Linked DNA regions of Mus musculus: regions 1 and 2 are each linked to region 3. Evidence: chromatin contacts called from public HiChIP or PLAC-seq data. All regions are on one chromosome and are shown on one strand. Each heading gives the region's core, a stretch centred on a gene start, on an enhancer-like site or on the middle of the called end of the contact. The rest is flanking DNA. Distances are from core to core; before and after follow the strand shown. Region 1 holds the start of Keap1 (kelch-like ECH-associated protein 1). Region 2 holds the start of Atg4d (autophagy related 4D, cysteine peptidase). Region 3 overlaps Pde4a (phosphodiesterase 4A, cAMP specific).

Region 1 (4,158 bases), core at 1,033-3,532, 35 kb after region 3:
CCAAAGCCCGGCTTCACTCACCTCCCCGAAGTGCATGTAGATATACTCCCGGGCACGCTGGTGCAGTTCAGTGCAGCCGATCTGCTCCGCGAAGTTGGCGATGCCAATGGCGTTGCTGGGGTCCAGCTGCTGCACGAGGAAGTCGCTGCAGGCTCGAACCACGCTGTCAATCTGGTACATGACCGCCCCGTTCATCACGTGCAGGACACACTTCTCGCCCACGGAGATGGAGGCCGTGTAGGCGAACTCAATAAGCCTTTCCATGACCTTAGGGTGGATGCCTTCGATGGACACCACCTCCATGCCCTGCTCCCGAAGCCCGTTGGTGAACATGGCTTTAAAGACTGGGCTGGAGGAGGCCAGCACCACTTTGTGAGCCATGAATTGGGCAGCTGGGATGTCCTCATATTTGACCTGCAGGGTCACGTCACAGAGTTGCTGGCTCAGGCGAAGCTCGTTCATGACGCCAAAAGCCTGCTTGGTGTGATCCTCTAGTGTGTAGCTGAAGGTTCGGTTACCGTCCTGCGAGGGCGTCACCTCTGCCTTGCACTCCGTGGAGGCATACATCACTGCGTCCCCGGCCCCCTCGGGGCACTTTGACCACAGGGGCAGGAACTGGCTGCTGCGGGGAGCCCCGCTAAGCTTGGGTTCGGGCTGCATGGGGTTCCTGATGACAAGACACAGTTCCTCTGCTAGCCGTTAGGGGCCTGGAGGGAGGGAAGAGCACAGCGCTGGGAACAGAGGCTGGGTTAGACCAGACCCTGCCACTTTATTTTATTTTATTTGAGACAGGGTCTTACATAGCCTAGGCTGGCTTCCAACTCACTATGCAACCAAAGCTGGCTCCTCCCGAGTGCTGGGATTACAGTATGTGCCACCATGTCCAGCCAGGCTTCTTTTTTTGCAAGACTAAGCAATGATATCTAAGTGCAGATTTTGCCAAGCCAAGTAAACTGGACACAGCCGGCTCCATTCAAACTAACTTCTCAACTCGCGGGCCTTCAGGGCATATCATGTTCCTTTTCCTGCTCAGAATCACCCAACACCTTTCACCGAGCCCAAGAATGGAAACCCCAAATCGTCAATGGCCTGTAAAACTCCACACCCGCTTTCCAACCTCTTCACTGTTCCAGCCATCCTTCCCTCCCCTTGCCTTCGTCCAACATGTCAGATTCCTTTCAACACCACACCAACATTTACAGAGCCTGCCATTTATGTATTTGGGACTGCTCTGAGCTCCAGAGACACAGCGAGAAGACAGAAAAGGCCTAAAAATAAAGCAAGGTCTGTATAGGAAACACTAAGCGAACACCAAGCTCCTGGGGCAAGAGAGTGTGCAGCATCTGGAACACCCACGGGGAGGGATTCAGGAGACCCTTGGAGACCTGGGGCCAGGGGAGGAATTATGCTTTCAAAGAAGATGTGGGGAGACAAGAGAGGGTCTGCGTCTGGCTCCCCAGGTTCTGGGCTCAGCCTGGAGTCGCGACTCCGCGTGTTTTGTCTATTAGATCACCGTGGGGAGGGGGGGGATGAAATGCTCCAGGGGCCCCAGCTAGTGAGCGACTGTCACGCGTGACCACACTGCCGGAGCTCGGGCCTGGCATTGCGCAGGGGGCTGTGCAGCGGCCGCCCGGTACCCGGCGCCTGCTCCAGCGGCCTCCCCACCGCTCGGAGGCGCAGCCCTGACGCCGGGAGAGCCCGCAGGGCCTGGTCCCGGGCCGCGGCCTGGAGCGGCTCACTCACCCCGCCATGGCCGCGCTCTGCCTCCGCCTCCGCCGCGCGGGTCACGGTGACTAAGCACAGCGCGCCACCCTGTCACAATAAGAGTCCCGGGGCGCCGGCCGCGGGCGACCCCTACCTCTACTCGCCGCGGCCACCACCCTACGAGGGCTCACGGGCTCGGCGGCGGGGTGCGCGCTTGGAGAAGGGCACGCGCTTCCCCCCACCGCGTGCACGGCCCCACGCGCGACCGCGGGCAGCTCCCGGAGCTGGCTCCCCACCGCATCCTCCGCGGGCGCTCGCTCACCTCCGTCCCACCCCCCCGGGTGTCTCTGTAGGTGCCACGCGTCCAATCCGCGCCGCCGGGCCGCCACGCGCCGCGCTTCCGGGAAGAGAGGAGGGGGACCGGAGTGGGGGTGGAGGGCTCGGATCGGGGCAGCGGTGCTGCGGGGTCCCGGGCGGCACGCGTGGGAGGAGCGGGAGGGCGGAAACGGGCGGCGGGTACGCAGAGGCAGTTCCAGCCCTTCCTGCAGGTGCCGGGCGGAGGGAGCAGGGCGTGGGTCTGGGCGGCCCTAGGAGGCTGCCTCCGGGTTAGGCTGTCCGGTACGCCTCCAGCTGAACCTGCACCGGCGGACCCTCCCACAGCCTGCACGGTCCAACTAGACCCATCTACCTGGTTGCGATATTTATCTTCTTGTAAAATAACTTTTTAATGTTTTTATTTCAATTTGTATTTTACTTTGTGCGTGTGGGTGTTTTGCCTGTATATGTATGTCTGTGCAACGTGGGCTGTGCAGTGTCCCCTAAAGTTACAGGTGGTTGTTAGCTACCATGCAAATGGGGGAATTGAACCCTGGACCACTGCAGGAGCAGCAAGTACTCTTAACTGCTGAGCCATCACTCCAGCCTTATAACTTCTTTTTGAGACAGGCCTCATTACATAGCCCTGGCTGGCCTTGAACACACAGAAACCTTCCTGCCTCTGCCTCTGCCTCCTTCGTGTGCTGTGGTTAAAGGCTGGGATATCACTCTGGGCTTTGTGTACATTAATTTGTGTGTGTGCTTGTGTTGAGGTCGGGGACGGCTGGCAGAAACTGATTCTCTTCCCCTATGTGGAGCCTGCAAAGTGCAGCTCGAGTGCTCCAGAGACACACTCTCCTCTCTGTGTGTTCATGTTTTCATGAGGAGAGGTATGGCATTCATCTGAGGGTGTTGGAGTGTTGGAATGCCCAGAGCTGCCTCTTTGTATTTCTCGTAACATCTTTATATATTTTTAATGGTAAGAGATACTTATTTGCTGCATATGGCATTTATGAGAGAAAGTTATTTTCTTGAACTATCAAGATGGCTCAGTGGGTAAAGGAGCGTCTGGCCAATTCTGGCCACCTAAGTTCCACCTCTGGTACTCACATAGTAGTAGAAAGCTTCCTCCTTCAGGTTGTTGTCCGATAACCTCCACATACACACATAAATTAACTTTGAAACATAAAGTTAAGCCAGGCGTGGTGGCGCACGCCTTTAATCCCAGCACTTGGGAGGCAGAGGCCAGCCTGGTCTACCCAGTGAGTTCCAGGACAGCCAGGCTACACAGAGAAACCCTGTCTCGGAAAACCAGGAAAGGTGGTTTAGAACACGTGTTGCTTTTGCAGAGGACCTGGAGTCCACTGCCACGATGCCTCACAGCCATCCATAGCTCCAGTTCAAGGGGACCCCATGCTGTCTTCTGACCTCTGTGGGCACCATGCAGGTAGGTGGTGCGCAGACATACAGGCAAGCAAAGTACTCGTGTACATAAAAGGAAATAAATCTAAAAATAAGAATATTGAGGGGACACATCTGTAATCCCAGCCACCAGGGCACTGAAGCAGGAGGATTACCTCCAGTTCACAGTAAGCCTGCTCGACCTAGCAAGACCTTATATCAGAAAACAAATGAATAAATATCAAAGAAAAGGATAGTTTCAAAAGAAATTTACCACGGGAGTCTGAAGCAGAGGGTTGAATGTTTGAGAACAGCCCAGACTACACAGTGAGACTCTGTCTGGGGTCAGGGAGGCAAGGAAAGCCAGGCATGGTGTCGTATACCCTTAATTTTAGAAGAAGCAGAGACAGGTGGATCTCTGTGAATTTGAGACAAGCCAGGGCTCATAGCAAGTTCCAGGCCAGCCTGGACTGCATGGTAAAACCTTACTTTGTTCTATTAACTTAATAATTTAAACAAAACAACAACAAAAATGCAGGACAGCTGAAATTGGGACACACTTGTAATGCCAGCACCCAGGAAGCTGGAGGAGAAGGATCAGAAAAGTGAAGGACGTCCTTGGCTACAAAGTGGTACAGCCTGCCTTACATAGTGAGACCCTCTTCCAAAATCAAAATGGCAAAAAACAACAACCAAAAAACCCATCTCAGGTCATTTTCCCACAGAATATGTCTGGAA
Region 2 (4,259 bases), core at 930-3,429, 61 kb after region 3:
TAAGCCCCAGCTCCAGCCTTATTTCAAGTATCTTAGGTGGCAATCTGATATGATTTCATTTCAGGGAAAGGTCTATATAGTCAGGGCACTGAAGTACTCACTACTCCATCAAAGATGCCTTTGGCCTTTCTTTTTCTCTTTTGCAGTGCGGGGACTGAACATGCCCCATGAGTGCTACAACAAAGCCTTACCAATCTACCCTCCTCTATACTCCCCGCCCCTGCTGATTTCCCCTCCCTCCAAGCCTATCCAACTACAAATGAGGTTGCAGCCTTTCCTATTTTATATAAAAAGACATCCTACTTTCTGATACGGCCCCCCTTCTTTCTCTTTGGGTTGGAATCTTTCCTTGGATATGCATCAGTTGTATGAAGATTCAGTTGGGGCGATGCAGGAGAACCTTGTATGCCTGTAATCCCAGCACTCTGGAGGCGGAGAGAGAAGGATCATAAATTTAGGACAGAGTAGCAGGTAAAGGTGCTTGCTGCCAGCCGGACGACCCGAGTTCAGTCCCTAGGACTCATGTGGTAGAAGGTGACTTCCAAAAGTTGCCCTCTGAGTGCCACATAAGTGCTGTGGCAAGGATGTGTACACACATGCACACACACACCCACGCACGTGTGTGCACTCGCGTACACACACACACACGTGCACATACACACACAGATAAATAAGTGTAATAAATAAATAATAGGCAAATTCAAGGCCATCCTCAGGCACATAGCTTGTAAGTTCAAGCTCAGCCTGGGCTACATAAGATAGGGTCTCAAAATACCAAAATTGGGGCCGGAGAGATGGCTCAGCAGTTAAGGGCACTGGCTGCTTTTTCAGAGGTCCTGAGGTCAATCCCCAGCAACCACATGGTGGCTCAAAACCATTTGTAATGGATTCTGATGCCCTCTTCTGGTGTGTCTGAAGACAGCGACAGCGTTCTCATAAAAATAAAATAAATAAATAAATAAAAAAGATTCACTAAAAAAAATGCCAAAATCGTTTTCCTTTTTTTTTTTTTTAATTTATTTACTTATTATATGGAAGTACATTATAGCTGTCTTCAGACACTCCAGAAGAGGGAGTCAGATCTCGTTACGGATGGTTGTGAGCCACCATGTGGTTGCTGGGATTTGAACTCTGGACCTTCGGAAGAGCAGTTGGGTGCTCTTACCCACTGAGCCATCTCACCAGCCCTCGTTTTCCTTTTATAGTCTTACAGATAACTCCCTCAAATTTTGCTCAGGAGAAAACTGAGGCACTGAGAATCATGACCAATGGGGCACCAATGGGTCAGGGATAGTCACATCCCCAGGGTGACATCTGTTCTGGGTTGATAAACTCTGTTGTGTTCACAGTCTCTTTCGTTCTCATGAAGCTCAGGCTGGTTTCAAACGCCTTGCACAACAGAGGAGGGGCCTGTGCCCCTGCCTTTGCCTCAGAGACTTGGGTTTCATGCACCACTACACTCAGTTTCTGGGTTTCAGGGAATAGAACACAGGGCCTCACGTGTGCTAGGCCCTCTACCAACTCAGCTCCATCGCCAGTGTGCTCAGTCTTTGAGTACCCCAGCACTAAAGAAGCTGACGCAGGCGGGCAGCCATGAGTTGGAGGCCAGCCTGAGCTCCAGGGTGGGTTCTCTGCCTGGGCTCTCCAATTTCACTGCAGGTCGGGGCATGTGTTCTGGGCGTGAACGGAGCTCGTGTGCCTAAGCAGGACTTGAATAGTCGGAATGTATTCTCCTTAGGAGAGTCAGGTCTAAGTGAGAGCTTGTCTCAAAACATTGGAAAGGCCCTTCAGATGGCTCAGCGGATAAAGATGCGATAAAGGTGCTGGCTGTCTAGGAACCTGAGTTGGCTCTTACGAGATCTCCACAGGCACGACAAGCCCCATGTATCGCACCCAGAACATGGGACCTTCAATGCAGTGGAATTTGAGTGGCAGGGCGGGGAAATCTGCACTTTTGAGCGAGAGAAGGTCCGGCGTCCGCAGCTTGAGATGTCATTCAGAACAAGGGTGTGCAAGGCTTGAGAAAGGGCTGTAAATGGGCGTGGCTTCTCCGGCTCTGACCCATTGGTCTGAGATAAGGGCCCCCAGGGACGCGCTTGCGCCTGCGCGGTGAGATTAGGAGGGTGTGGTGAGTCCAAGGGAGGCGGACTGTACAGGGGCGTGGCTTGCTCGCTAGCCAAGCCCACCGTATCCGGGTGCTCTGGGCCACCAAGATGGCGCTGGCTGTGGGAGCCCGGGTATCCGCTGCGGCCAGAGCCGGACCCGGGAGCCCGGCTCTGAGTATAGAGTAACACTGTGCTGGCCGCGGGGCTGCTCCCGAGCGTTCGCAGTTCCCCGGACCTCGGGGACACCTGCGTCCTTCCTCTCCGGCGGGTCCATGAACTCCGTGTCGCCGGCTGCGGCGCAGTACCGCAGCGGGAGCTCGGAGGACGCGCGCCGGGCCGATTGTCGCCGGCCGAGGGGACAAACCCGTATCCCGGATCCTAGCAACCTGGGACCTTCGGGGTCCGGAGTGGCAGCTCTCGGTTCATCTGGGACAGACCCCGCCGAGCCCGACGAGGTGGACAAGTTCAAAGCCAAGTTCCTGACAGCCTGGAACAACGTCAAGTATGGTGAGGAGGGGGTGCACTGGTCAAGGGTGTCAGAGGGGTCAGAGCAAAAGAAACCAAACCTTTACCCTGTCCTGTGGATGAGCCCATCCAGGAGGAGTCACAAGCAGGTCCTCCGCCCTTCCCAGTCCTGGACGTGGGGCAGGTTAAATGGGAAAGGTTTTCAAGCTCCGCCCATTGCACCTGTTTGACCTTGGCCAAATACCTTGCTTTCCTGCGGTCTGTTTACTGCCCTCTGTAACATAGGTGCAATAGTATGAACAGAGTTAATAGATGTTGGTTCACACCTGTAATCCCAGCACTTGGGATGCTGAGGCAGGAGGTTTACCAAGAGTTCTAGGCTATCCTGGACTATATAATAAGTTCCAGGCTGACTTGAGCTCCTCATGAGACTGGGTCTCAAAAAATCGGAAAACAGGGGGCTGGAGAGACTGCTCAGCAGCCTTGGCTGTTCCTCCAGAGGAACAATTACCAGCACCCACATGGCAATTCACAATTGTCTGTAACTCCAGTTTCATGGGATCTAACACCCTCACACAGGTATACATGCAGGCAAAACACCAGTGGATATTTTAAAAAAAAATTGGAAAAAGGCTAGTGAGATGCCGCAGTAGTTAAAGGCATTTGTCACCAAGCTTAAGGACCTCAGCTCCAGCCTGGACCCCAATGGTGGAAGGAGAGCCCCCACTCCTGTCAATGTTCTATACTCCAGACCCAAACTGTGGTGCTTGCTTGTCCACATATATACACAAGCTCACATACACAAAATAAAAATGTGCTTTATAGATTTACAGCAAAACCCAACAGTCAGAATAGAACGGCCCTGGGTTGATAGTGGGTCCTTATGAAGATGTGACTAAGTCCCACCTGTGTTCCAGACAGATGTGGTGTGGCATGGATTTTGCAGAGCCGCCGCCCTGACATCTCAGCTAGGATCAGGCCCAGTTCAACACTGGGGAATGGAAGACCCATTGCTGATACTTGAGTGCTTTAAATTGCTGCGAGCTACTCCATGTTTCCCCAGGTTGGGCAGTTAAAAGCCGGACCAGCTTCAGCAAGATCTCCACTGTTCACCTCTGCGGGCGATGCTACCATTTCGAGGGAGAGGGTGAGGTGTCAAATCTGGAACCAGGGTAGGGGAAGTCTCCTAGGGTTCTCCTTGATTGCCAGGCTGACCAGTTGGTTCTCATAGGTGACATCCAGCGGTTTCAAAGGGACTTTGTATCTCGACTATGGCTCACATATCGCCGGGACTTCCCACCCCTTGCTGGAGGCAGCCTGACCTCAGACTGTGGCTGGGGATGTATGTTACGAAGTGGTCAGATGATGCTGGCCCAGGGCCTGCTCCTGCATTTTCTGCCTAGAGGTGAGTTGTGTATATGCAGGCTGCAAGTGCCTGGCTTCTGGCTCAGCCCTTTAAAACTGCTGCAGACTGTGAGTTGAACAGTGCAGTGGAATTCCAGAACTTGGGAGGTTGAAGCAGGATTTTGAGATATAGTACCCAGTCTGGGATACATAGTGAGTTTCAGGCCAGTTAGAGATAAGTGTGTGAGTGTGTGTGTGTGTGTGTGTGTAGTGTGTGTATATTTTTGACATATATGTATGTATGTGTACATATATATGTATATGTCAGGAAAACAAGATCTTAAG
Region 3 (4,329 bases), core at 1,224-3,723:
AATTTTAGCTCCAGGGATGGAGCACACCTTCTGGCCCTGTACACAAGTAAAACACAGAGATACGCATACACATAAATGGTTTTTTCTTTCTTTTCTTTCTTTCTTTCTTTCTTTCTTTTTTTTTTTTTTTTTTTTTTTTTGAGGCAGGGTTTCTCTGTATAGCCCTGGCTGTCCTGGAACTCACTCTGTAGACCAGGCTGGCCTCGAACTCAGAAATTTGCCTGCCTCTGCCTCCCAAGTGCTGGGATTAAAGGCGTGCACCACCATGCCCGACTGTTTTTGTTCTTTTTTTTTTTTTAAAGAATTTTACAAAGAAGAATGATTGAGGAAGACATCTTAAGGTGACCTCTGATCTCTGTGGATATGCATACCTGCACACAGGCACACACACATACAAAGATATAGTCTGTCTTAAAGTCCATGTATCTGGCCCATGCTTTTAATCTCAGCACTAGGGAGGCAGAGACAGACAGATGGCTGACTTCCAGGACAGCCAGGACTACAAAAAGAAACCCAGTGGTGGGAGGGGTGGTGCTGGAGAGATGGCTCAGTGGTTAAGAGCACTGGCTACTCTTCCAGTTCAATTCCCAGCAACTACATGGTGGCTTGTGACCATCTGCAATGGACCTGATACCCTCTTCTGTAATGCAGGCATACATGAAAATAGAGCACTCATATACATAAAATAAATATATGTTGGGTTTTTTGGTTTTTTTTTTTTTTTTTTTTAAGTTTAAGGCAAGCCAGGTGGTGGTGGCACACGTCTTTAATCCCAGCACTTTCGAGGCAGAGGCAGGCGGATTTCTGGGTTCCAGGCCAGCCTGGTCTACAAAGACAGGGCTACATAGAGAAACCCTGTCTCAAAAAAAAAAAAAATGTCCATGCATTTGAACTTTATGCAATTTGTGAACAGTAATGAGGCTCAGAGTCCTAGGAAGTAGCTTTCCTGTCCCTGAACCATGCAAGCTCCTGACTTCTTACCCTGTCACTGCCAGGAACTGGAGAACTTGAGCAAATGGGGCCTGAACATCTTTTGTGTGTCGGAGTACGCTGGAGGCCGTTCACTCAGCTGTATCATGTATACGATATTCCAGGTGATGTCGAACAGGGAGCTGGCTGGGATCCAAGGGGCTGGGACGGGGCATTGGGGGTCAGCAGGAGTCACTGCTCTGCTCTGGCTCCCAGGAGCGGGACTTACTGAAGAAATTCCACATCCCCGTGGACACCATGATGACATACATGCTGACGCTGGAGGACCACTACCACGCTGACGTGGCCTACCACAACAGCCTGCACGCAGCCGATGTGCTACAGTCCACACATGTGCTGCTGGCCACGCCTGCACTGGATGTGAGTGCCCGCCTCCTCCTGTCTGTCCCTTCATCTCCTCTAGCCCATTTCTCTAATCCTATCTTCTCTTGTTTTTGGGGGGTGCTGTTGCCTATGTGTGGAGGTCAGAGAACAACTTTTGGAACGGAGTTTTCTGCCTTTTTACTATGTAAATCCAGGAACCAGACTCAGTCATGTTTACCTGAGTAGCAAGTTCTTTTACCCAGTGAGCAGTCTTGCTAGTGTCTGTTTTGTTTTACTGGCCTGTGTGTGTGTGTGTGTGTGTGTGTAAGGGGGCACACGGGGCATGTGTGGAGGTCGGAGAACACTCCTTTGTGTCTTACCGTCCCTTTACCTTGTTCCAAGTCAGGATGTCACTTGTTGCCACACATCCCCAGACCAGGCTGGTGTACAGCTCTCATAGAGATCCGCCTGCCTCTGCCTCCTGAATGCTGAGATTAACACCTTCATTTTTGAAACAGGGTCAACCACTGAGTAGGGGAGATTGGCCAGGGGCCCCAGGGACGCAGCCCTCTCTCAAAGCTGAAATTGCAAGATCAGCCCACAGGCCTGGCTTTTTAATGTGGGGTGTGGGTTTGAAGCTCAGGTCGTCATGCTTGCGTAGCCAGCACTTTACTGGTTCAGCGATCATCTGCCCAGACACTACATCTATCTTTCTCTTCCTCTTCTTTCTGGAGTCCCATCTTCCTCATCTCTGTCTGGGCTGTCCCTTTTGTGTGTCCCCTCTGTGTCAGACTCTGCCTCTCTCTCACTTCTTCTCCCTGCCCCCAGGCCGTGTTCACAGACCTGGAGATTCTTGCTGCTCTCTTCGCTGCTGCCATCCATGACGTGGACCACCCTGGCGTCTCCAACCAGTTCCTAATCAACACCAGTGAGTGGCTTTTCAGGGCGGAGACAGTTAGGCTCAGGGCGTGGCCATTTGGCCTAGAAGCAACATCTGGTTGAATGGAGGTGGGAATAGCCCCTCACGTTGGGATGAAAGTATGGAGGTGGTCTAGCTGGAACCGGGGCTGGTCAGGATGAAGGTGGAGCCTGTGTTGTAGAGATTAGACCACCTGGGCTAGGGGAGGAGCTGGCAAGGCTAGCTTTGGGGCTTAATATATTGATGGGAAACAACCTGCCTGTGAACCTGGTTTATGGGGCGTGAAATTAAACCAACTGAGCTAGGGGTGGAGCCAGCCAGGTGGGGGCGGGGCTTGTGAGGATGGGATGGGCCCGCTAGGCTAAGGGTGAGGACGGCCAGAGGAGGATTGGAGCAGGAACAGTCTAGGCGCCTGATGCTTGGTTTATTTGGTGAAGCACCGATGTGGCAGAGGAGGGGGCTGGGACTAGTCAGTCTGAAAATGAAGCCAACTGGAGACTGGGCGCGCACGGGGCGGGGCTTGGTACCCAGGTGGTACCACGTGGTACTCTGCAGATTCGGAGCTGGCATTGATGTACAACGATGAGTCTGTGCTTGAGAACCACCACCTGGCTGTGGGATTCAAGCTGCTGCAAGAAGAGAACTGCGACATCTTCCAGAACCTCAGCAAGCGCCAGCGGCAGAGCCTGCGCAAGATGGTCATCGACATGGTGGGCGGGGCCAGCGCTGTGGGTGGGGCTTGGTGGCGGGGCGGGCCTTAAGAACCCTGCAGTTTGGCAAAGGAAAATAAATCTAGGGCCAGGGTAGGTAACAGAGTGGATGTCAGGGGGAGGGTGGGCAAGCTTTCTTCCCTGACTTGACATATCTTGCTTTTAGGTGCTGGCCACAGACATGTCCAAGCACATGACCCTTCTGGCTGACCTGAAGACTATGGTAGAGACGAAGAAAGTGACCAGCTCTGGAGTTCTCTTGCTGGACAACTACTCTGACCGTATCCAGGTGCCCCAGATGCCCTCTTCCTCGTTCGTGATTGCCTCTCCCATCTTCCCTTTCCAACACATGCCCCTCCTTCCTCTGTCAATTCCCATATGTCTCTTTCTCAACCTCTTCCGTCTCTCTCCAACCCTCTCCCCTGACGTACCCCACTCAGCTTCTCTCACCACACACCCATCTTGCCCCAGCTGTCTCTCACCTCTCTCCATTTCCCTCACACTTCTTGCCTCAGCTTTCTCCTTCACTCCAATTCACCTGCCCAGCACACACATACACAGACACGCATACACACACATGCATTTGTGCATTAGCGCGCGCGCACATACACACACACACACACACATACACATTCAGGCATACAAGCACATGGAGTTAAGAAAACCTTAGGCCTAGTGAGCACCCTTAATCCCAGCATTCCAAAAGTAGAGACTGGAGGATGGCCACAAGTCCAAAACCAGCTGGGACTCTATTTGGAAACCCCTTTTAAAAAGTCAAATAAAGCCACTAGAAACTAAATCTGAGTGTGCTGTTGCATCCCTGTGTCCCCAGCACTTAGAAGATGGGGGCAGGATCAGAGTTTGAGGTCATCCGCAGCTACATAGCAAGTTCAAGGCCAACCTAAGCTACAGGGGACCCTGTCTCATAAAAAAGACAGGGAGACAGAGAGAGAAGACAGCCAGAGGCCCACAGACTGGGATTCTGCCTGGCCTCTGAAGGCCCCTCCCTGTATTCACCAGGTCCTCAGGAACATGGTGCACTGTGCAGACCTCAGCAATCCCACCAAGCCCCTGGAGCTGTACCGACAATGGACTGATCGCATCATGGCTGAGTTCTTCCAGCAGGGTGACCGAGAACGGGAACGCGGAATGGAGATTAGCCCCATGTGTGACAAGCACACAGCCTCTGTGGAGAAGTCTCAGGTACGGCGGGTACAGGGCCTCGGGACAGCTTACAGGAGTAGCTTGGCCCACCTCTCCAGGACGACAAAATCAGTGTCTGACTCTTTGGTAGTGGGCTCATCGGAGGCAGGTCACTCCCATTTTGCAAAGTTATGTTCACAGATCTCTGGCTAGTCCACCTATCATGGCATCAGTCTGCTGCAAACCAGGCATTTTAAAAACAAT

Evidence for each region. HiChIP or PLAC-seq counts read pairs in DNA pulled down with a chosen protein or histone mark.
Region 1: a contact with region 3 is called in an H3K27ac HiChIP or PLAC-seq map of embryonic stem cells, with 9 read pairs. The contact joins the promoter of Keap1 here to the enhancer-like site in region 3. A contact is called at or near these places in 1 of 39 promoter capture datasets (the 3T3-L1 cell line), 2 of 15 datasets of contacts at CTCF or cohesin (CD8 T cells and embryonic stem cells), 4 of 484 Hi-C or Micro-C datasets (cerebral cortex, liver, macrophages and 1 more), 5 of 115 datasets of contacts at active chromatin or transcription factors (the 230-238 cell line, the SCID.adh cell line, embryonic fibroblasts and 1 more) and 3 of 9 other capture datasets (adipose tissue, liver and pancreatic islet).
Region 2: an H3K27ac HiChIP or PLAC-seq map of embryonic stem cells shows a contact between it and region 3, with 9 read pairs. The contact joins the promoter of Atg4d here to the enhancer-like site in region 3. A contact is called at or near these places in 1 of 39 promoter capture datasets (the 3T3-L1 cell line), 2 of 484 Hi-C or Micro-C datasets (bone marrow-derived macrophages and embryonic stem cells), 2 of 115 datasets of contacts at active chromatin or transcription factors (both in embryonic stem cells) and 3 of 9 other capture datasets (adipose tissue, liver and pancreatic islet).

The regions. Positions count from the first base shown.
Region 1 is chr9:21,237,050-21,241,207 of GRCm38.p6, forward strand. Keap1 (kelch-like ECH-associated protein 1) reads right to left here and starts at 2,283. Exons shown (of 5, transcript NM_016679.4): 1 at 22-2,283. The coding sequence starts at 660.
Region 2 is chr9:21,263,106-21,267,364 of GRCm38.p6, forward strand. It overlaps Atg4d (autophagy related 4D, cysteine peptidase), which reads left to right and starts at 2,180. Exons shown (of 10, transcript NM_153583.10): 1 at 2,180-2,612; 2 at 3,634-3,717; 3 at 3,802-3,975. The coding sequence starts at 2,378.
Region 3 is chr9:21,202,203-21,206,531 of GRCm38.p6, forward strand. Pde4a (phosphodiesterase 4A, cAMP specific) reads left to right here. Exons shown (of 15, transcript NM_183408.3): 9 at 996-1,094; 10 at 1,186-1,350; 11 at 2,122-2,221; 12 at 2,768-2,922; 13 at 3,089-3,211; 14 at 3,943-4,125. Among named protein-coding and RNA genes, the nearest start is that of Keap1, 35 kb to the right of the region's middle. Within about 2 kb of position 2,474, at least 73 of the 459 cell types and tissues checked have an H3K27ac peak or open chromatin away from gene starts, as enhancers often do. A contact at or near this core is called in the 230-238 cell line, cerebral cortex and embryonic stem cells, where this site is marked.